Linked DNA regions of Mus musculus: regions 1, 2, 3, 4 and 6 are each linked to region 5. The links are chromatin contacts, called in public Hi-C, HiCAR-type, HiChIP or PLAC-seq, capture Hi-C and promoter capture Hi-C maps. All regions are on one chromosome and are shown on one strand. Each heading gives the region's core, a stretch centred on a gene start, on an enhancer-like site or on the middle of the called end of the contact. The rest is flanking DNA. Distances are from core to core; before and after follow the strand shown. Region 1 holds the start of Mef2b (myocyte enhancer factor 2B). Region 2 holds the start of Armc6 (armadillo repeat containing 6). Region 3 holds the start of D130040H23Rik (RIKEN cDNA D130040H23 gene). Region 4 holds the start of Tm6sf2 (transmembrane 6 superfamily member 2). Region 5 holds the start of Zfp866 (zinc finger protein 866). Region 6 has its middle 58 kb from the start of D130040H23Rik.

Region 1 (3,388 bases), core at 143-2,642, 380 kb before region 5:
TTTCTATTCCTGCACAAACATCATGACCAAGAAGCAAGTTGGGGAGGAAAGAGTTTATTCATCTTACACTTCCAAATTGCTGTTCATCACCAAAGCAGGTCAGGATACAGGAGCTGATGCAGAGGCTATGGAGGGATGTTTTTTACTGGCTTACTTCCCCTGACTTGCTCAGCTTGCTTTCGTATAGAACCCAAGACTATCAGCCAGGGATGGCACCATCCACAATGAATCCTCTCCCCTTGATCACTAATTGAGAAAATGCCCCACAGTTGGATCTCATGGAGACACTTCCCCAACTGAAGCTCCTTTCTCTGTGATAGCTCCAGTCTGTGTCAAGTTGACACACAAAACCAGCCAGTATCCAGATATAGTGCCATCACAATCAACCATCACCAAAACTTCAAATACAGCCTCAAGTAGGAACACACCTGTGATCCGACATTTTGGAAACGGAGGCAGGAGGACTGATGAAAGTTCAAGGCTATTTTGGACTACACACAAAGACCCTGTCTCAACCTCTCAACCCCCCTCTACCTAAAACAAAGAAAACCACAAACACAGCCACCCACGGGTACACATCTGTGATCTTGGCACTTGGGAGACCAAAGATCCACTACCATGAGTTCTAGCTTAGCCTGAGCTACAGAGCTCCTCCCAACCCCAAGGTCTCATGATACAGCCTCACTTAGGGCTCACTATGTAGAACAGGTTAGCCTGAAAAGATCTGCCTGACTGGGATTAAAGGCATGAAGCACCAGGTATGGCTACATAGACTTCTAGGCCAACCTGGACTGTAGAGTGAAACCCTCTCTAAAATTGCCAACTGAAACTTCCAACAGTGGAGTGTGGTCACACCCTTGAGATCCTGGACCTTGGAAGGCTGAGAGTGGAGAGCTGCTTTGAGTTTGAACTACGAATGCCGGAACTACATAGTGAATTTTGGACTAACCTAGACTACAGAGCAAGACCTGTCTTAAACCCCCTCTTCTCAAGAGAAAGAAGAAACCTCCAACAATTTAATGGTCACATGCTTGTGATCTCAGCACTCAGGAGTCTGAGGCAGGAGAACTGCTGTGAGTTTGAGGCTAGATGAGCTACATAGTAACTTCCAGACTAGGCTAGTTGAAACCCTACTCAGCAAACACTCCTGAAAGCAAGGCCCCCTAACCCAAAGACAGCGCGCGCATACACACGCATACACACACACACACACACACACACACACACACACACACACACACACACACACACACACACACACACACTCACGGCTCTCTGCATCCCACCCGCCCCGAGACCCGCGCACACCTCAGGAGTCCCGGGAGTCTGGTCCCTGCTGGCCACACCTGCTGCGCACTGTGAGGGTCCAGGCGCCTATGCTTCTGCTGCACTGAGCATAGCTCTGGCCCAGTGGCAGATGCCTTCCCGCGCAGCCCCGCCCTCAAGAGCTGATTGGGTGGAAGTAGGTTATTTGCATAGGGGCGGATACTTGGCTGTGTTCTGGCTCCTAGACGTTTCAAACTAGGTCCGTCCGAGAGAAGATGCTAGGATCCAAAGAGAAGCCTGACTGAGAAGTGCACGCCAAGGAGGCTAAGGCAGGAGTACTGCAGCTAGTTGCAGGCCAGCATGGGATACAGAGCGAGACCCTATCAAAACCAAAACAAAACAGAACAACCAGAGCATAGTGGCATACAACTTTAATCCCAGCCCTTGGAGAAGTACAGGCTGGTGATTGTTGAGGCTAGCCTGGTCTACAGAGCAAGTTCCAGGACAGCCAGGGCCACACTGAGAAACTGTGTCTGGAAACAAACAAAAAACAAACAAACAAACAAACAAACCAAAACCATCACTACCACCACCAACAACAAAAAAAAAAAAAAAAGGAAAGAGAAAGAAAAAAGAGAAAAAGAAAACAGGGTCGTGGAGCCAGACAAAAAAAAGGAAAGAGAAAGAAAAAAGAGAAAAAGAAAACAGGGTCGTGGAGCCAGACGAAATGGTTCAGTGGGTAAAGGGGTTTCCTGCTAAGCATGGTAACAGGAGTTCTATCTCCGGTATGAAAACGTGGAGTGAGAGAACCCACACCAGTAAGTTGTCCTCTGTCCTCCTGCTATGGCACAGACGACGCCTCCCCCCCACAATCATATACAAATATATATTATCTTAAAAATTAAAAAACACTGGGCAAGGCTGTACAAACAGCTAGGCTCCTCCTTAAGGAGTCAGGGCTCCTGGACCTCACTGTGATGACCCTGACCTTACCTTGGACTGGCTAGTCAGGACCATACACCTTAATAGGAGTGAAGTACAGTTAGCAGCTGGTTTGGTGACACAGCCTGTCCTCCCAGTTGCTCCAGTCGGCTGGAGTGTGCTAAGTTTCTGGCCAGTATGAGGTACACAGAGCTCAAGTGCATCCTGGGTAATTTTGAGACTACTGTCTCTAGATAAGAAATAAGTTGGGCCTGGTGGCTGAGTCTGTAATCCCAGGTACTCAGGAGGCTGAGACAATCACATGAAGATGCTAAGTCTAACTAAGGCCAGCCTGGGCAACATAGTAAAACCCTGGCTCAAAATAAATATAAAAACAGACAAACAATAGCCAGGCGCGGTGGCGCACGTCTTTAATCCCAGCACTCCGGAGGCAGAGGCAGGCAGATTTCTGAGTTCGAGGCCAGCCTGGTCTACAGAGTTCCAGGACAGCCAGGGCTATACAGAGAAACGCTGTCTCGAAAAACAAAACAAAACAAAACAAGAGACCCTGTCCAATAAGGAAATAAAGGATTCTTTAGAATTCTGATCCTGCTGGCAAATGGGACCAAGCCAGTGCCACGCTGGACCACTCCTGAATAATTAGAGCCATTATATGGGGGGGGGGGTCACCAGTACGGACTTACCAGCTGTGCCTTTGCCAGTGTCCTCATATACCTTCCAGTACCATGCCCCTGTCCCATGCCCCTGTCTCAGCTCGCCTCTGGCTTTGCAGAGGGAAAGTCACTGTGGGGCCTTCTAGGACTCCCATCCACCCTCGGCCTGGAGGCCCAGCATCATTCTGCACAGATGATGGGCCAGAGGAAGACCCAAGTGGGGAGCACTTGAGGTAAGCCTCAGAGAGAAAAGAATGTCAGGGTCAGAGGTCTGGGACAAAGCTGGAGCTGGCTGTGGTGTGAAGCGCCTCCGAACCCCACCCTGGTGTGAGGGAAGTAGAAACTCCACATGTTCCCTTCCCCAACTCTTGGCAAGTAGTACTGGGCTAGGGGAACAGTGGAGGTCAGACCAGAACTGTGGAGAAGGGCTGCACTAGAATGCTGTTGGGGATCGGGAAGTAAGGCCCAGAAATGGGGACATTAGCTTTCAGATCTGAGGAGTTCGCCCCTGGGTGAAGGGCTTTGGG
Region 2 (3,570 bases), core at 83-2,582, 460 kb before region 5:
ACAGGTTTGCAGGTTTAAAACCTGTGTGAGCTACCTAGTTTATTCCAGACCAGCCTAGGCTACATAGCAAGACCCAGTTTTGTGTGTGCATGAGGGTTTTGTTTTGTTGTTGTTTGGATTTTTTGCAACTACAACAGAGTAGCCCACTTTGGCATGAGCACTAAACCTCTGATCCTCCTGCTTTTGCCTTCCAAGAACTAGGATTGCCAGTGTGCACTGCCAGGTTCTGCAGACCCAATCTTTTTAGTTTTATTTACTTTTTTTTTTTTTTTTTTTTTGGTAGCATGGTTGAGTAGGAGAGATTCCAAATGATCTCCTTACACACCTCTGGTTGGCCTCAAACTTTGTGTGTGCACACACACACATACATACACACTAAGGTTGGCATTGAAAGGAAAATCCACCCTGTCTCTGCCTCCTGGGAACTGGGATTATAGGGGTGAGCCATCATAATCAGTTTGAGACCCTGCCTTAAAAAAAAAAAAAAAAAAAAAGAAAAAGAAAAAGAAAGAAAGAAAAAAGGAATGAAAGAAAAAAATGTTCACACACGGGAGAAAAGCAGACTTGAAGAAGTGAACCACTAGGTCAGGCATCCTAATGTTGAGCCTGACCAACAGGGCATTCATTGTGAGGGCACTTTCTGAATGTTAAAAAAAAATAAGGCAGCATACATATCAGTGACAGCCTTCCTTATGACACTTCCAACTTCAAGAGGTAAACCTCCCTTCTGGTCATTTCTATAACCATCACCCCGTTTCCCCACACCCTGGGAAAGCGATAGGACGCCCCTTGTTCTCTGTCATTTAAGAGCAGGGACTCCTCCGGGTCAGCTGATCCTGAAATTTAATCAAGGTACCTAATCTGTCTGCACCTCCGTTTCCCCGTCTATGGTACTGGCAGACTCGGAGGCTGCAGTGGTTCCCGGCAGCTGGAGGCCCGAAGCCCGCTCGCCGTTACGCCCAACTCGCCCGGCCGACTGAGGGCTCAAGCGTAATGAATGGACCCGCCAGACAGGCTGGAGGAGCGCGCTCGCCCTAGAGACACCCAGAGTCCTTCCCACCCCGGGCCAGCCCTCCCAGGTCTCCAGGGCCCGGGCCTCACCCGGAGCCTGCCGCGTGCGGTGCCGCCCCCGCCGCTGCCGCCGCCGCCTCGGGCCCCTTATCCACCGCCTGGCGAGGCGGGGAGATGCAAATGAGCCAACGGTTTCCGCAGCGCCGCGTCGCGCAGGCGCAAGCCTCTGCCTTGCCTTGGTGCGCAGGCGCTGGCTGCCACCGCCTAGGTCCTCATGCGCAAGCGTCGAGGGCAGCCATCTTCGCTCTTTCGCGCAGGCGCGCTGCTCACTTCTCAGGGCCGAGTCTACCTAGGTGAAAACTATCTCTTTTGAGGGGAAGCGACACCTAGGAGTAGCATTGAGAGTACTGCAAGAGTCTCAGGCCCACGCGTATTCTGTGGCTCCCTTCGCTTTACCTGTGCTCGCGGTCGCCCTCGTTGCCCCGGAAAGGAGCCTCTCGGCTGAAGGAGGGACGCCGAGGCGAGGCGGCGCCTCTGCGCTTGCGCTTATATGGTGGCTCGAAGGAGCCAAAGGCAAAGTCTCGGGTGACAGCTGCGAGCCCCACCCTTTCCCCACGTGGCTGCGTAGACCCGGTGAGGAGCACCGGCCGCCTGTGCTTGTGGCTGGCGCAGTGGGGAGTGGGCGCCGCGGGGTCGGGGTGGTGGTGTTTGCACGACTCTCGCGGACTTGGTTTGGGGGAAGGAGAGAATCGTCCCAGAGATACTTGGGAAGCAAATGCTTCGCCTTTCTTGTGCAGGTTCTTTCATTCATTTTATTCATTCGCGCTGCGCCTGTGTGCACCTGAGCACCTGCTACAGGGTCGGCCGCATTCTAGGCAGTGGAGCCAGGAGTACAAGAGGTTCAAGACAGTGTGACTCTGGTTCAGGGGACGCTGGTGTTGCTGTTCATGTAGTAGTGATGGAGCGGGCGTGGTTGCTGCACCTGTCATGACTGCTTTAGGGAGACAGAAGGATTGATGAGTTCTAGACCGGCTTTGGCTATGTAGCCAGCCCATATTTCAGAATAAAAACAGCCAAAAGAAAGAACAGGCGTTGTGGTGCACTCAAGAAGCAGAGGCAGAAGGATTGCTGCGAGTTTGATACCAGTCTGGGCTACAAGACCAGACACTGCCTCAAAAACAACTGATGAGCCAGGGGGTTGTTTGGAGACTGGAAATCAGGAGTTCAAGGTCAGTCAGGTCTACATGAATCCCTAACATAAAAAACAAAAACGGGATTATTTCATGTGACAGTAAGGCTGCTTGACCTAGACAGGTTTTGTTTACTTGAGGGGCAAGACGGGGGAGGGGGTCAGGAGGGTCTCACTGTGTAGATCAGGCTGGCCAGAAACTCACAGAGGTCTACCATTTCTGCCTCCGTTGTTCTGGTATCAGTGTTTCTTGTTTTGTTGTTGTTTTTCAAGCCAGGATTTCTCCGTGTCGTCCTGGCTGTCCAGGAACTTGCACTGTAGACTGTGCTGGCCTCCAGTTCAGAGGTTAGCCTGCCTCTGCTTCATTTGTGCTTTAATAACTATTATTATTAATAAATTATTTGTTATCAATATTATTTAACATCATCATGACTATTGTGTGTTTACATGTATGCACAAGTTGTGAACTACCAGATGTGAGTGCTGAAACTGAACTCAAGTTGTGATGATGGAGCGGCACACCTTCACCTGCTGACTGAACACTTTTTTCCCAGCACCTCAGCTTTTACACTCGTTCCTTCCACACAGGGTCTCACTCTGTAGCCTAGGCTGGCTTGGGGCTGGAGATCACAGGCTTGTACCATAAAGCCCTAACCAGAGTGTGGCTTTTACAAATTTGATCTTTATACATTGATGTGTCATTTATACTGTGTCCTTCATGTAAGATCAGAGGACTTGTGGGAGTCAATTTTCTCCTATGGCTTTGTGAGCTTCAGGGTTGGAATTTTTGTTTTTGTTGTCTGGACAATCTCTTGTACCCTTGAATTCCCCATCCTTCTGCCCCAAGCCTTCTGCTGCTGAGATGACAGTTGCATGCCACCACACCCGATTCGTGATTCTAGACTGTTGTAAAGAAGAGCATCAGAAAACTTTGATAATGTTGGCTATGGACTGTGCAGTAGAAAATAGTGCTCAGCTCAGTGAGATGGCTCAGCAGCTAAGGTGCTTGCTGCCAAGCTCGAGGACCTGAGTTCAACCCCCAGGATCTCCATGTTGAAGAGAGCTGCAGACTGTTCTTTGCCTGTGACACAGCAAATGCAAGCCAACACTTGCAAGTGGATAAAATGCAATTTAAATAAAGTTAAATAAAATAGTGTTGTAGAACAATCAGGCTTGGTAGGGAACATGCTACCATGAGTGAGACCCTGGGCACCAACCCCCACTGCCAAGTAACACTGACATCTGTTGTATTTTGTTTATGCCTTGATATTTAATCGAATACCACCTGTTTCCCTCATCTTGGTGGATTGCTTACTGAGACCAGGGTTCACATAGCCTGGATTTTTTTTGTTTGTTTGTTTGCCTTTGTC
Region 3 (3,715 bases), core at 129-2,628, 500 kb after region 5:
ACTTTTCTGCTCCATTACCTCTTCTATGTGTACAACCAAAACACTTTTTTTATTTGAATTACTGTCTCAGTTTCCCACATATAACCTAAATTAAGAAAATAAAAAGTGTACATGTTATTAAGTTAAAAAATTTTTAAAAGGTAAAAATAATTGAAAAAAAAATCTTAGCACTATTGACCTGGAAAAAGAGTAGATCCTTCCTTAGTAGAGGGAATGCCATTAATAAGATATCGATTGACCTTGCCTCTGGGCACAGTGTTAGCTGTTGAGATGTATAACCCATGACACACAGCTACAGCCAGTGAGTGGCCTGTGTCTCAAACCTCTGAGCTGACTTAACTGTGTCAATCCAGGTTTCTACTGGATCTACCAGGTTTGTTCCTCAGTTTGAGAAGGGGCAGTGCTCCTTTTCCACACAGGAAAGCCTCAGGGAAAACCTTGCTAGATCAGGCCAGCCCTCAACACAACAGTGCCCTTCCTTTTCAAAGAGCTGTGTCTTACCCATCGGGCAAAACTATGCTTTTTTAGTGGGAAAAACTAGACCTGTATAGCACACCAGACCTTGATGTTAGTTGTGACCGTGCACTACTTCTTTGAATAGCTTTTAGACAACTAACTGCCTTTTAATATGCGGATTGCGTTAGTGGCTGGTTGTAAATCTTTTGTTAGAGTTTGGGGCCAAATGTCGAGACAATTCTGGTGAGTGAACATGTGTTTCTGATCACCTCATGTCTAAGAAGCCTGGTTAGCATACTACTTATCATCATCTTTAGGATGCTTTAGAGGCAGCCCACCCTTAGCTAAACTCTACTTTGCGTGACTTATTATCTCCTAAGCATTGGTAAATCCTTTCCATCATCAACTCTACCCTTCTCCATCACAGATTATTAGCGGAGTGCTAACGAACACATGAAACGCCATTTACTACCTCCCCAAAACTAACTCCAAATGGATCGTACTCCTAAATATTAAATATGAAGCACAGAAATTCTAGAGATGCTAGAGAAACTGGGACTCTCTGAGTTTGGCAAACTGCCATCTTCAGATGCAACAAAAGCCTGGTGAAACTGACTACAAGGATACTTCTACACACTACCCCTGTTCCCAAGGCTCTGCGCAGATGCAGCTCCCAGACCACCACTGGGGTCTAGGGAGATGCAAATACCACAAAGAATCTCACAGCAGGCTGCATCTAACCACTGCTTCCCATCCGACCCCAGGGAGGGCCAACCACACGGGCTCCCGAGGTTCACAAGCCCACTGCTCACCAGGCAACCGCCCCTCGCTCACCATATCTTCTCTCCCAGGCTCGCGCTTAAGCCGCAGGTAGTGGCAAAGAACCACTAGCACTAAGGAAGCTTCAGATTCCAGCCTGCAGAAAGTCCCCCGGAAGAGCCCGCCTCCCCTTCTGACTGGAGGTCCGCCTCAAGGGTCTGATTGGCTAATGAGACTTGAGTGACAAGAACCTCCCCCTTATGCTTAGAGGATGCAGAAGGGACACAGCACAGTGTTTGCTAGAGCTGATATCAACCCCAAGGCCAGACCTTTCCCGGATATGCACATATTTGCATTTCAGTCGCATTTGCCCCTGCCTCCAACCATTCACCCTTCCGCCTTTCTGCACTCAGCAACATTTCCTTCTTCCTCCTGGACACTGGGTGGCTGGCTTGTGCATCTCATTTCACAATGTGGAGTGGAGTGATTTTTGTGTCCCACAAGTAGAAGGGAGCCACAATATTAACAATTAAGGAGAGATTTTAGGAATCAAAACGTTTGTTCTTTTGCTTGACACTGAGGCTAGGTGAAGTTCAACTGCATGTAACCTGGGAGGCAAGGGTACGTCAGAATATCCTGAGAGAAAAGCTGGAACCAGATCAGAAACACAATGATAGGTATACCTCCCACCAGAAGGCTGAATGGTACTCCACTCCTATAGGAGTTTTCCTCATGAAATGCAGGCCTGTCTCCTGACAAATTAGTAATAATGAAAAGTATAGTCTCCATGGTAACTTGAATACTTAGAATGAATTGGTTCATAGAAACATGCCTTTTATGAACACTATTCTTAGCCAGCATGTTCCTGAGTTAAGGTGAAAAGAACATAGCTGTGTATTAGTGAAGGTTCTCTAGATGAACAGAAGGGATAAAACAGATCTCTATGTAGGTAGAAAGGGAATCTATTAGAATGGCTCACAGGCTGTGGTCCAGCAAGTCCAAGAAGGGCTGTCTACCAACTAAAAGTTGAAGAATTCACTAGTTCAGTCCATTAGGCTGGTTGTCTCAGCCGGTCTTCAGTATAACCCACGATTTTAAAGATAGGGGCTCTAATGCCAGTAAAGAAATGAACTTACAAAAGTAGGCTGTTACCAGAAGGTGTGGCCCAGATTAAAGGTGAATATTGTCACCTCAAAAGATCCTGAAATGTCTTTCCACTTTAAAAGCTTTAATTAAAATCCCTCGCATGTTTTCAGCCCATTGGGTTTTAGTTAATTCCAGATGTATTCAGTCTGACTATCAAAAATTGCTATCACAGCAGACAAAACAGAAATGCTGAGCCAAAGTTCTTACCTGTATGGGCATGGGAGTCATTTCCAAAGCAATGCTGTTTCTCAAAAAAGGAAGCATGGGGATTTTTCTTAGGAAGCCTGGACACATTCACGTGGAGTTCTGCTTATTCCTCAACATGCTCATTTAACAAATACACTTTTGAACATGGTCGCAATCTAAAAGCAGAGACGTTTATGTGCCTTCTAACTCAAAGTCAAGCAGGAACATAAAAAAATTATCTTAAAAGATGGAAGGAAATGTCTCCGGCATGTTCATCTTGTACCACAAGATCATAAATGAAAATCATGTGTTAATCTAGCCAGGAGAGAATAAGGCCACTACCACAATTTTGAGCCAAATTTGAACCAAGCTTGATTTTATTGGGATGCACCCAAGAGCTAGCCAGCAACTGCCCCCTAAGTCAGGTTAAAGAGAGAAACCCTTCATTTTTGACCCACTTTAAGGAGTAAAATCATAAGATTTGCCAAGCCAGTTTACAGAAGGGAGACATGGAGGCAGTAAAGTAATATGAAAAAATATCTCAAAAACACACACTATGGTCATTATGTGATTAGCAAGAGTGGTTAGGAAGGGTCAGGAATGTTCAAGGCGTCCTCAAAAATAAATCAAGGTCATGAGTTGGGACAGGTCAAGCTCCAGGAAACAAAATTAAAAGCAGCAGCTCAGCTCTTACAGTAAATGGAAACCTATTTTTTAAAAATACAGCATAATGGCTGCTGCCTTCAAAATGGAGTCAGGCAGGTTCCTCATAAGTAAATGAGTCTGTGAATATATCTTACTTAGGAGCCAATAATACCTGTTAATTATGTTTTATACTCTTAAAGATAGATGTATCAATTCAATAATTTTCACACATACAAATGAGAGAGAGCACAAATATAGCAAACATCAAGGAAAAGTCACCTATTGGCACCGTAGACACTGTACTTACAGTGAACAGCTACACTGAGCTATTCTATGCTCAGAAGGCTGCTTTCGCCTCTGAGCAGGCTGGCTCAGAGGAAGGCGATGGCTGTTGCCATGCAGAATAAGAAAGAGTTCATTTTAACCAACCCTGGCTGCTGTCTCTCTCAAGACTGTGACATCCACAAAGATTTATTTTTCTTTTTTATGTTAGTAATGAGTGTTTGCCTGCATGAGTCTATTC
Region 4 (3,473 bases), core at 597-3,096, 300 kb before region 5:
AGGTCTAAGGAAAGGTGACCAGGCCACACATAATAGCATCCATTCTACATTCTATATATGTGATGAAGGAAGTCCCAAGTCTGGAGCTGGACAAAGTGCCATTGTCATTCCAGCATTCAGAACTCAGATAGAGGCAGGAAGATTAGGAGTTAGGGTCAGCTCAGGCTACATGAGTCCTGGGAAGGGCATAGGGGAGAAAGACATAATTACTTCTCTCTGGAGTTCCACCTCTGAAAGACACCCTTTGAGGTTCTCCAGTCTAATGGTATTCCAGGCCCTCCGAGTTCCACAGTTAATGGGAACCACTCAAAGACTAACAGAGGTCCTTGGGTTGGTCTTTAGCCTTTGCCCAGAGAACCCTGCTCCTCAGCACCTCCCAATGACTCACCAGCATAGAGAGGGTCGTAGGTGATCTCCCCATGAGATAGGCTATAGACTGCCAGGAAGAGCAGACCCAGTATCAGAGCACTCGTCAGCACCACAAACAGGGGCCTGGGGGAAAATCGAGTGCTTGGGTGAGACCTCCTGGAGGAATTATTCAGAAAGTGTCAGCAAAGGAGAATGAGACCTGACTTCTCCATCAGTGGTTTCTTGGTTAGGTTTTCTACTTGGCAAACTCCTACTCATACTTCAAGGCTTATCCATATTGCTCCCACTGGAAGCCCTCTCTGATTTCCCTATCTCTGTGTTTCATCATTAGCTAATACTCATTCCTTTGGATTTGCCAGGTCACTCATTGAGCCTCACCCTTCATGTGGTTGGACTCTGATGGGAGGGAATCTAGTATTTTCTTGAGGCTCCCAGTTTCTCTCAACTAAAGTCCAAATGTCTCCAACTGCACTTCCCTATTCTTGCTCAGTTACACCGAAGTTATACAGTCTGATAAGACAGTTCAGCTAGCTGCATAGATAACACAAGCCAGGTCTCTGGGCTTCCCTTAACACAGCTGGACAAACAAACCAAAACCCAGAGAGGGGAATCCACCTGTCTGGTGCCACACAGCCAGTTTTTGTTCAATTCTCCTAAACTACCCAGGCCCACATTTCATAAACTCCATCCTGGTTTTACTTAACCAAAATGCCAACACTAATCTTGACACTGCACAGAACTTGTGATCCTCACCCATGACGATAGTGAAACCCAGATAGATAAAGAGACCTGGGCTCCCAAAGGGCACTTGGCTCACTCAGACTCTCAGGAGACAGGTACCAGGGAGTCAGACCTATGGCTAAGGCCCTCTCTATCCCACTGTTTGAGTTAACTGAGCTTTGGAGTGAGGGGATTGCTGGACCTCCGGGGTCTATCTGAAGATAGAAGTCAGGGACAGGGTGCTCATTGCTTGTAGGGGGAGTTAACTCTAGGCCTGAGACAGAGACGATGGTACAGGGCATGCGTACCAGGGAAGTTGGGTGAGTTGGGCTTTATCTAGGAAAATACTTTGACCCTGGGTGACTTTGGAACTGGCACAGCATACATCCCTGGAATACTCGTAAATGCCACAACCCACTATGGCTCCACATCACCTTTCCCCAGAAACTTACAACTTCATCTTCCTGACAGCGCGGCTGGAGAGGGATTTCTGCTTGCAATGGCGTTCCCCCGGCCCAGCTCCCATCCTATGGGATTTTGCTACCCCTCATCCTCCCTCCAGCCCCATGGTCCTCATGGACGAAAACGCACTGTGAGAACGCCGAAACTTGATTGAGTAGGTAGGACACTGGCAGGGCGCAGAATGACATTGCCACAGTCCTGCCGGCTAGGGGCGGGATGTCCATGGCAGCGGCACCCCGACCCCGGCGAGGCCTCCAGGACGCTTGGCTCCGTGACCGCAGCGCGTCAGAGCTCTGAGTTGCCAGGAACCTGCCTGCCCCCCCCCCCCCCCCCGCGCGCAAAGGTCGCCCCGCGCAGGAGCTGGTCACCACCCTTTCCTGTGTTGAGGTTCTTGGCCAGTATGCGGAGGGGGTGGGTGGGGAGTGCCGCCCTACTATCAGGAGACTCCGCCCATAAGCTCCCTTTCTCAGTCCTTTTATCCATTGCACAGCGTCCTTTCCCAGTTTTCAGCCGTCCCACATCTGCAGCCATGCCCCCTTACCTCTACCCAGCTTATAACTCCGCCCCCATACCCTAGTCACCTGTGGGGCTGAACTGTAGAGACTTCCCTTTACCGAGTCCACAATAGTCCCTTACCTAAGACCCATTCACCTCTCCTAGCCCTACTCACAGGCATTAGCTCAAGAGTGCAGCCACGCTCTACATGGCCCCGCCCCCAGGCCCTACACTCACAACTTGTACACACTGCAGTCCAGCCCCTGGCCACACTCCCACTACTCAGCTCTGCCAACTCTAGGACCTTTTGTGTCATGCCCAACCAGATCTTGGGAGAGGGAAACATTGGGGAGATGGAAGACCAGAGGAGCAAGACTGGAGTACTCAGATTTATCATTCTTATTCTCTTGAGGACTTTGACTAGCTGGAGAGGTCTGGGGAGGATCCAGGGCAGCACAAATGGGATGAAGCTGCAAAGATTGACCATCACGGGCTCCAGCTGGGCTCTTGCAGCTATGCAGTGAGCAATACATGAGACAGCCCAGGCCTCTGCCTCTAGACAGGCCCTACCCATACTCCAGCTGTGCCCAGTCCACACCAGCCCATGCACATATCATGAAGTGTTTGGAAGCCTCTTTTTCCTCTGCCTGGGGTAAAGTCTGAATCAACTGGCTGGTCTCCAGTTACTGTGAACTCAATGAGCCTCAGTGGGACTGGAGGAGGGACAAAAGAGGTTTCTGGCAACAGCAGGAACTGGAATGCTGGACAGGTGAGCATTGGGACTTTAATACACAGCACAACACTTGTGACCACAGGATAGAGATGGATGCCAGAACATTTCATAGTCCAAGGATGGCCGATCTGAATGTAGACTTTGTGTTTCCAGAATATTCAGTAGTAGGGCCGTCTGGGGTTGTTCTGTGGAAGCCCAAAAAGATCAAAGGAGTGTTAGTGGAAAACTATAGGTCCTCCCTCCACAACGTTGCAGGCAGCAGAGCTGACATCCTGTGAGGGCTACAGCAGGGGTTTTGTCATCTCTCTCAAACTAACAGGCAGTCAGGGAGGCACGCACCAGCGGGTTGGGCCGGAATCGGTAGGCCAGCATCATCCTCTTGCGGAAGGCCTCGTACTCATCATCCTCCTTGGAGAGTTCAGCTGGCCGGTCGATGCCAAAGCCAGCTCCATCTATTGTGGTGGCACCCCTGTGGAAGGAAAACCAGCAGTCATGAGTAGGAACCAGGATGAGACAGACAGGAAGGGCTTCTGGGGTACTGGGGTGGGGACTGGTGGCAGGGTTGGCAGGTCCTAGATTCACTCAGACATGGGGTCAGAGGCCAGCTTCACGGTCAAGCAGTGTGGGTAGCAAGGCTTTACATACTAGTTAAACCAGAACTAGTTGTCACTAGCTGGAACCTTAGGACTTGTCC
Region 5 (3,357 bases), core at 630-3,129:
CCAAGAGGTTATAGAGACACGAGAGGCAGAGACCAGTGGTTTCCTGTGAGTTGGAGGCCAGCCTTGGGTACAGAGTGAGATCCTCTCTAAAAAATATGAAGAGGTTATAGAGAGCTGGTTCTCATGGATGGTTAGCTGGCGCTAACACGGAGTTTTAACTTTGGCTCCTAGGTATATTCTCTTTATTATATCTTGTCTTAGGAATAGTTATAATTCAGAGATATTTGAGATCTTAAACAGGGAGAATCGGAACCTTCATAGGAGGAGAAAAGATATTCTATAATGATAATTTAAAAACATTTTTTTTATTTACATGTATGGGTAATTCAGTATGCATGAGCCATGAAGGCGCTCAGAAGAAGGAATTTCATCCCCTGGAGCTGGATTTACAGGAAGTTAAGAGCCAACGGGTGTGTGTGTGTGTGTGTGTGTGTGTGTGTGTGTGTGTGTGTGTGTAAACCAAACAAGTTCTCTACAAGAGCAGAAGGTACAGAGAGTGCTCCCATCCCCTCACCTCCTTCCCTCTTTTCAGTCGGTCCTTGATTGTGGTCTAGGTAATGATACTGCCCACTTTTAGGAAGAGCCTTCCTATCTCAACTACCCTATTTAGAAACACCCTTACATACATGCTGGAGGGTTGCTCCTATCACTTTGACAATCAAGACTAATCATTACACGACTGAACACCACTCACTGATCTGTTCATTGACTCCATTAGCTTTGCTGGGTTTTTCCTTCTTATTGTTTCTACTGCCAGTACTCCCCCACTTCTTCTTTAGTAAAAATGGGTGAACGCCTTTTTCCCAGCACCCGTGAAGCATAGGCAGGTAGACCTCTGTGTTTGAGATTAGCCTGGTCTACAGAGTGAGTTCTAGGATAGCCAGGGCTATACAGAGAAACCCTGTCTTGGAAAAAAACAAAAAAACAAAAAACAAAAACAAAAACACCAGGATAGCTAGGGCTACACAGAGAAACTCTAACTCAAAAAACCAAAAATTAAATAATAAAATGTTCTGATGATTTAGTGGCTATGTACGTGTGTGTGTGTCTGTGTATATTTATGTGTGTGTGAAGAACACACTTGTGGAGGCCAGAGGACAACTTTCCTGAGTTGGTCTTCTTCTACTATGTTCATGCTTAACCTACTAAGTCATTTCCTTGACCCACGTCTTCAATTTTCTTTTTCTTTTTCTTTTTGCTTTTGTTTAAATTAGAATGTCTGTAGAGGCCTGGAGAGGAGAAACGGGGGTGAGATGGAAGGATAGAGAGGTTTTTGGTTTTTGTTTGTTTGTTTGTTTTGGTTTTTTCAAGACAGGGTTTCTGGTGTAGCCTTGGCTGTCCTCACTCTGTAGACCACTCTGGCCTCGAACTCAGGAATCTGCCTGCCTCTGCCTCCCAAGTGCTGGAATTAAAGGTGTGTGCCACCACTGCCTGCACTGCCCGGCTGGATAGAGATCTTAACTGGAAGAACACACATGCTATGAAAATAGAGGAAATGAATACTTGTGTTAATGTGCAACCTGGGACAGATGTATAAACCATAGATGTTCCTTACTCAAATTCCTGATGCCTGGAGAACATCATGTCCAGTTATAATTTGACCTTCTAATTAAAACTGACCTGAGCACCTTTCTAATTGTGAGGCAGCAGGATTGCTGCAATGAGCACTCGGTGTGCACAGTGACGACTTGGTGATGGAGTACTGCTTTACCAGGGAGAAGCTAGTTCTGCTTAGAAGCAAGGAGGGCGGGGCTATGGCTGTCATTTGAATCCCACACTTCGGCTTTGGAAGCTAGTGTCACTCAGGCTTTGGTAGCCAATCAGGTTCTAGAACCGTGCCGTCTAATCAGGACTACTGGAGAGCGGCAAGAGGCGGGTTCTTCACGGCCGCCATATTGTGGCTCGGCTCTGCGGCACAGGGAGGTGCGGTGTGTTGTGCTGTGAGCGCTGCTGCCGGGACCAGTGAGGAGAGCGCGGGCGAGTTCGGAAGCCGCGCCATGGTGAGCAAGGGCCGCTGTCCCTGCCCGCTGTGGTGGATCCTCCCCGAGGCTGGGGCGGGGCGGCAGCGGCATTCAGTGCTGTGTGGCGCTGGGCCCTGTGTCCTCTTCGCCGTGGTCCGCGCCTGCGCAGAGCGCGGAGCCTCCCTGCGGAGGCTCCGCCTCGCGCAGGAAAGAGTCGGTGCTCTGTCTGGGGCAGGCGTTTTATACAGTCCTGCTTTGGGTATCTCATCAGAAGGTTGTAAAACAATAGGTCATCTAGTTTCTGCTACTTTCTAGAAGTTCTGAATTTTCATGTAACATTTAGGTCAAAGCAATCAACTTGAGTTAATACTGTGAATTTTAAACTTTAAAAAAATTATTATTTTTTGTGCATTGGTATTTTGCCAAAATGTATGTATGTCTTTGTGAGGATGTCAGATCCTCTGGAACTGTTGTTGAGCTGCCATGTTGGTACTAGGAATTGAACTCAGGTCCTCTGGAAGAGCAGCCGGTTTTCCCAACCATTAAACCATCTCTCCAGCCCCAACATTGTGAAACTCTATTTAATTTCTTGTCTATAGACATCGGTTCTGCTAATAACCTTTTGCTATTCTGCCCTTTGTTGAGTTTCCTTTGCTACTTTGTCAAAAAAAGGTACACACACACACACACCCCATATATATATGTGTGTGTATATAACATGTGTATATATAATATCTATAACTATATATATACACTTTAAGTCTGTGTGCTGTTTCTTTGGAATTGTGTGGACCATTTTCGTTTTTTTCCACTCTCCACATAAACTTGAGAATCAGTTTCTTAATTTTTCATAAGTTGTTAGGATTTATATTGTGATTATTTAAATCTTAGTGCAGATTGAGGAAACATGACGTTCAGTTCTGAAGCTTCCTATCGCCATATTTATGGGGTATCACTATTTTGTGTTTGCTTTTTGTTTGGTTGGGGTTTTGTTGTTGTCTTTTTTGCTTATTTTGTTTTTTGTTAGGTCTGCTTTGGCCTAAAACTCACTCTGTAGAGGCTGGCCTTGAAATCATAGCCATACACCTGCTTCTCTCTGCCTTCCATGTGCCAAGATTCAAGGCATTGTCTCCCACTGCCCTGCATGGTTTTGTTTTGTTTTGTTTTTTGTTGTTAAAAATTATAGTTCTTGCTGGGTTGGTTGGTCAGTCTACTTTTAACCCAGCACTTGGGAGGAAGAGGTTGGCAGATTGAGGCTAGCCTGGTTTACATAGCTGCAGAGTTCCAGGTTAGCCAGGGTTACATCATGAGACCCTGTCAAAAAGATGAGGTGGATGGTCTGTAATGATGGTTCAGTGCTTAAGAGGGTATTGCTCTTGTAAAGACTCCAGTTTGA
Region 6 (3,386 bases), core at 33-2,532, 450 kb after region 5:
ATGGTACAAGGTCCTCCTCCTCCCCCTCCCCTTTCCTGTACCTCTCTCCTTTCCCCCCTTCCCTCTTTTCTTCTTCCTACTCCTCCTCTTGTCCTCTTCCTCCTCTTCTTCCTCTGCCTCCACTTCCTCCTCCTTCTTCAGAAATAGAATTTCACTTGTATTTCATGTATATGGGAGTTTTGCCTGTTTATGTGACTTTGCCTCATTCCTGCTTGGTGAATTTATGGCTGCCTAGGAGGTGAACAGATTTTTTCAGATTCCCTGAAGCTGGAGTTAGGGATAGATGTGAGCTGCTGAGTGTGCTGGGAAGGAAACCTGGGTGCCCTCAGAAAATCGGCAGTGTTCTCAACTGCTCGTGTATTTTCCATCCCTAGGTTTCTAATCTTTATAATATTTGCTGTCCAAGACAGCCTAGGTCATTAGAGGGGTTAGACGCCCACTGTTCATTAACAGTTCAATTCATCTGCAAGTCAGAGAATCTGCCTGAGGCAGGAATGCGCTCCCTAGTTGGCCACTTAATGCAATGTAATCACTCCTGAAACCATATACACACAATAAACAACAAACAAACAAACAAATGAACACAACAACAACAACAGACTCAGCAGGTTGTATGTGTGTGTGTGTGTGTGTGTGTGTGTGTGTGTGTGTGTGTGTGTGTGTGTGTGTGTGTTGTATTGTGGCTCTTTTCAGTTAATTGCATGAAGGAATTACACTAGTCCAAGTTAAAAGCGGACCCCAAATGATTACATTATACAAGCTGTGAGGTTTTTAAACTTGTGACAAGGGACAGAAGGGAAATTCTACTCATTGCAAGGAAATCCTCACTTAAGCCACGAGCACTTAAAACCCATGACCCTTCAGTTGATCTTCCTCAGCCAGTCCAATCTCTATCAGGAGCTGGCATATGCTCTTGCGCTGGTCACCCTGTGGCTGAATTACTTCTCCATTTTCTTCTGGATGCTCAATTACAGTACCATTGCAAGCAAATTTCTTCTTAAACGCCTTCACTAGTTTCTTTTTATCGTACTCATCAGTGATCAGTTGTAAGGGTCTTCCTGTCGTTTCTCTTTTGAATTCTTATATGGATATAATCCTCAGAGCCAGCAGGAAGCAGGTCATCACCCTTACTTGCATCAGCAAAGGGGTCGAAAGAGTGGAGGTTCTGGATAGCGGACATACGAAAAGATTCCTTTTCCTCGGCGGAAATGGCCTGCGGAAGGCGGCTGCGGGAGAAGGCGGGCGTGGGGGACGTAGCTTCGGGAAGCAAGAGGGCTCGAGGGGGAGGCAGCTGAGTCCTCCGGCGGCGGCTCAGTGACTGGGGCCGGTTGTAGTCATATATTAAGAGCTTACTTACTCATGCATGACAAGGAAGAATTTGGGAAGGGAAGGAGGGAGGACAAGGAAGGGTGTATGAGATGCAATATATTTCAATGAACAAGTACAAAAGTAAACTTTAAATTAAAAGAAGAGGGGCTGGAGAGTTGGCTCAGCAGATAAGAGCACTGAGTGCTGTCCAGAGGACCCAGGTTCCATTTCCTTAACCCAGGTAGCTAACAATGTGCTGTGACTCCAATGGTTGGTATCTTCCGCCCTCTTCTGGGTGCTGTCGGTACTGCGTACAGACACAACTAGGCAGATATCCATATAACCATAAAAATGAAGGATAGAACAAGAAGTGTATACTTGGGATTAAACTTGGATCCTCTAGAAGAGCAGCCACCTCTCTAAACTGTTGAGCCATCTCTCCGGTGCCTTGACGTGCTATTTCAATGCTGCTGATACCAATTAACATCTAAAATCTCTTACCATTCATTTACGAAGAAAAATACTCAACACACTGTTTGGTGTTGTCACAGTCCTGAGACAGACAGCCTCCAGGCTTAGTCAAAATGAACTCTTTCTGGTCCTGCACGGAGGCATCCATGACCTTCCTCTGAGCCAACCTGCCCAGAAGGAAAAGCAACCTTGTTCTGAGTATAAAATAGCTCAGTATAGCTGTTCATCTAAGTACAACATCTACTGTGCTAATAGGTGACTTACCCTTGATGTTTGCTCTATATATGTGGTATCTCTTGTTTGTATGTGTGGGGATTGTCACATTGATATATCTATCTTTTTGTTTGCAGTGTCACTGATGAGAAATTTGTCTGACTCCATTTTGAAGGTAGGGGCCATTATGCTGTATTATGAAAAATTAAGTTGATATTTACTATAAGAGCTGATTTGCTGTGTTTAAGCCTTTGTCCTAGAGCCTGTCTTGCCCCGACCCATGAACTTTACATATTTTGGAGAACACCCTGACTATATCTGACCCTATATAACTGCATATTGGCCACATGATGTTATTTTGTTGTTGTTGCTGTTTTTGTTTGTTTTGTTGGGATGTTGTTGTTGTTGTTTTATATTTCCTTTTTCTCTCATTGTCTATTTTCTGTAAACCTGCTTGGGAAATACTTGTGATTTTACTCTTAAAATGGGGCACTAAAAGTGGATTCAGGGTTGATCTCTTTAACTAGAATTAGGAGGCAGGCCGGGCGTGGTGGCGCACGCCTTTAATCCCAGCACTCGGGAGGCAGAGGCAGGTGGATTTCTGAGTTTGAGGCCAGCCTGGTCTACAGAGTGAGCTCCAGGACAGTCAGGGCTATACAGAGAAACCCTGTCTCGAAAAAAACAAAAAACAAACAAACAAACAAACAAACAAAAAAGAATTAGGAGGCAGTTGCTGGCTAGCTCTTGGATACAAAAATCACCATTGCTTCCAGCAGTCCAAAAGTTGCTGTAGTGGTCTTACTTTCCTCCGGATTGATTAACATTTGAGTTTCAGTTAAGATCTTGAGGTACAAAATGAACATGCCAGAGACATTTTCTTCTGTCTTTTAAAATAAATTATGTATATTTCTGCACAATTTTGAGCTAAAAACGACACCAAATCACCAAATGTTTGGCTTTTACATTGTGATCATGTTCTAAAGTAGAATTTCTTTAAATGAACATAGTTAGGAATAGGCAGAACTCTACATGAATGTGTCCAGACTCCCTAAAGAAAATCCCTATGCTTCTTGGTTTTGTTTTGTTTTGTTTTGTTTTGTAAGAAAAATGACTGCCATGCTGCTGGTAAAAATTATCTTTAGCTCTTCTGTCTTGCCTGTTGTTATGGCTATTCTTGGTAGTCAAACTGACTGCAACTGGAGTTAACTGAGAGTTAACTCCAAAGAGTTGCATATGCCTTTGAGAGATTTTTTTTTTCTTAAACGTTTTGAAGTGGTAAGACCCTTCTGGGTCTTTTGAGGTGATAAGATCCACCTTTAATCTAGGCCACACCTTCTGGTTGCAGCCAACATGAAGAGAGGACACTGAAGAAAGAAGCTCTGTCTCTGTCTCTC

What was found. Promoter capture Hi-C pulls out the DNA fragments that hold promoters and counts their contacts. Hi-C and Micro-C count contacts between places; a contact is called where the count stands out from the background. HiCAR-type assays count read pairs that join an accessible place to other places. HiChIP or PLAC-seq counts read pairs in DNA pulled down with a chosen protein or histone mark. Capture Hi-C pulls out chosen DNA fragments and counts their contacts.
Region 1: a capture Hi-C map of macrophages shows a contact between it and region 5, with 2.3 times the contacts expected there. The contact joins the promoter of Mef2b here to the promoter of Zfp866 in region 5. A contact is called at or near these places in 2 of 115 datasets of contacts at active chromatin or transcription factors (bone marrow-derived macrophages and pro-B cells) and 1 of 9 other capture datasets (macrophages).
Region 2: a contact with region 5 is called in an H3K27ac HiChIP or PLAC-seq map of extraembryonic endoderm stem cells, with 2.2 times the contacts expected there. The contact joins the promoter of Armc6 here to the promoter of Zfp866 in region 5. A contact is called at or near these places in 1 of 39 promoter capture datasets (pre-B cells), 1 of 484 Hi-C or Micro-C datasets (B cells) and 2 of 115 datasets of contacts at active chromatin or transcription factors (embryonic stem cells and extraembryonic endoderm stem cells).
Region 3: a contact with region 5 is called in a HiCAR-type map of astrocytes, with 2.5 times the contacts expected there. The contact joins the promoter of D130040H23Rik here to the promoter of Zfp866 in region 5. A contact is called at or near these places in 2 of 484 Hi-C or Micro-C datasets (B cells and embryonic stem cells) and 1 of 115 datasets of contacts at active chromatin or transcription factors (astrocytes).
Region 4: a contact with region 5 is called in a promoter capture Hi-C map of hematopoietic stem and progenitor cells. The contact joins the promoter of Tm6sf2 here to the promoter of Zfp866 in region 5. A contact is called at or near these places in 4 of 39 promoter capture datasets (the HPC-7 cell line, hematopoietic stem and progenitor cells, liver and 1 more), 2 of 115 datasets of contacts at active chromatin or transcription factors (extraembryonic endoderm stem cells and pancreatic cancer cells) and 1 of 9 other capture datasets (liver).
Region 6: a Hi-C map of cerebral cortex shows a contact between it and region 5, with 2.7 times the contacts expected there. The contact joins the enhancer-like site here to the promoter of Zfp866 in region 5. A contact is called at or near these places in 1 of 484 Hi-C or Micro-C datasets (cerebral cortex), 7 of 115 datasets of contacts at active chromatin or transcription factors (astrocytes, cardiomyocytes, embryonic hindbrain and 3 more) and 1 of 9 other capture datasets (embryonic stem cells).

The regions. Positions count from the first base shown.
Region 1 is chr8:70,150,765-70,154,152 of GRCm38.p6, reverse strand. Mef2b (myocyte enhancer factor 2B) reads right to left here and starts at 1,392. Exons shown (of 9, transcript NM_001045484.2): 1 at 1,309-1,392. The region is part of intron 1 of Gm45929 (predicted gene, 45929); the gene reads right to left.
Region 2 is chr8:70,232,184-70,235,753 of GRCm38.p6, reverse strand. Armc6 (armadillo repeat containing 6) reads left to right here and starts at 1,332. Exons shown (of 8, transcript NM_133972.2): 1 at 1,332-1,644. Sugp2 (SURP and G patch domain containing 2) reads right to left here and starts at 1,549. Exons shown (of 11, transcript NM_172755.4): 1 at 1,102-1,549.
Region 3 is chr8:69,268,767-69,272,481 of GRCm38.p6, reverse strand. It overlaps D130040H23Rik (RIKEN cDNA D130040H23 gene), which reads right to left and starts at 1,378. Exons shown (of 5, transcript NM_001384124.1): 1 at 1,291-1,378.
Region 4 is chr8:70,071,297-70,074,769 of GRCm38.p6, reverse strand. It overlaps Tm6sf2 (transmembrane 6 superfamily member 2), which reads right to left and starts at 1,846. Exons shown (of 10, transcript NM_001293795.1): 1 at 1,681-1,846; 2 at 389-492. The coding sequence starts at 1,775. It overlaps Sugp1 (SURP and G patch domain containing 1), which reads right to left. Exons shown (of 14, transcript NM_027481.3): 13 at 3,119-3,248; 14 at 2,423-2,964. The coding sequence ends at 2,938.
Region 5 is chr8:69,773,433-69,776,789 of GRCm38.p6, reverse strand. Zfp866 (zinc finger protein 866) reads left to right here and starts at 1,879. Exons shown (of 4, transcript NM_177899.3): 1 at 1,879-2,000. The coding sequence starts at 1,998.
Region 6 is chr8:69,327,012-69,330,397 of GRCm38.p6, reverse strand. It overlaps the pseudogene Gm7688. Among named protein-coding and RNA genes, the nearest start is that of D130040H23Rik, 58 kb to the right of the region's middle. Within about 2 kb of position 1,282, at least 30 of the 459 cell types and tissues checked have an H3K27ac peak or open chromatin away from gene starts, as enhancers often do. A contact at or near this core is called in cerebral cortex, where this site is marked.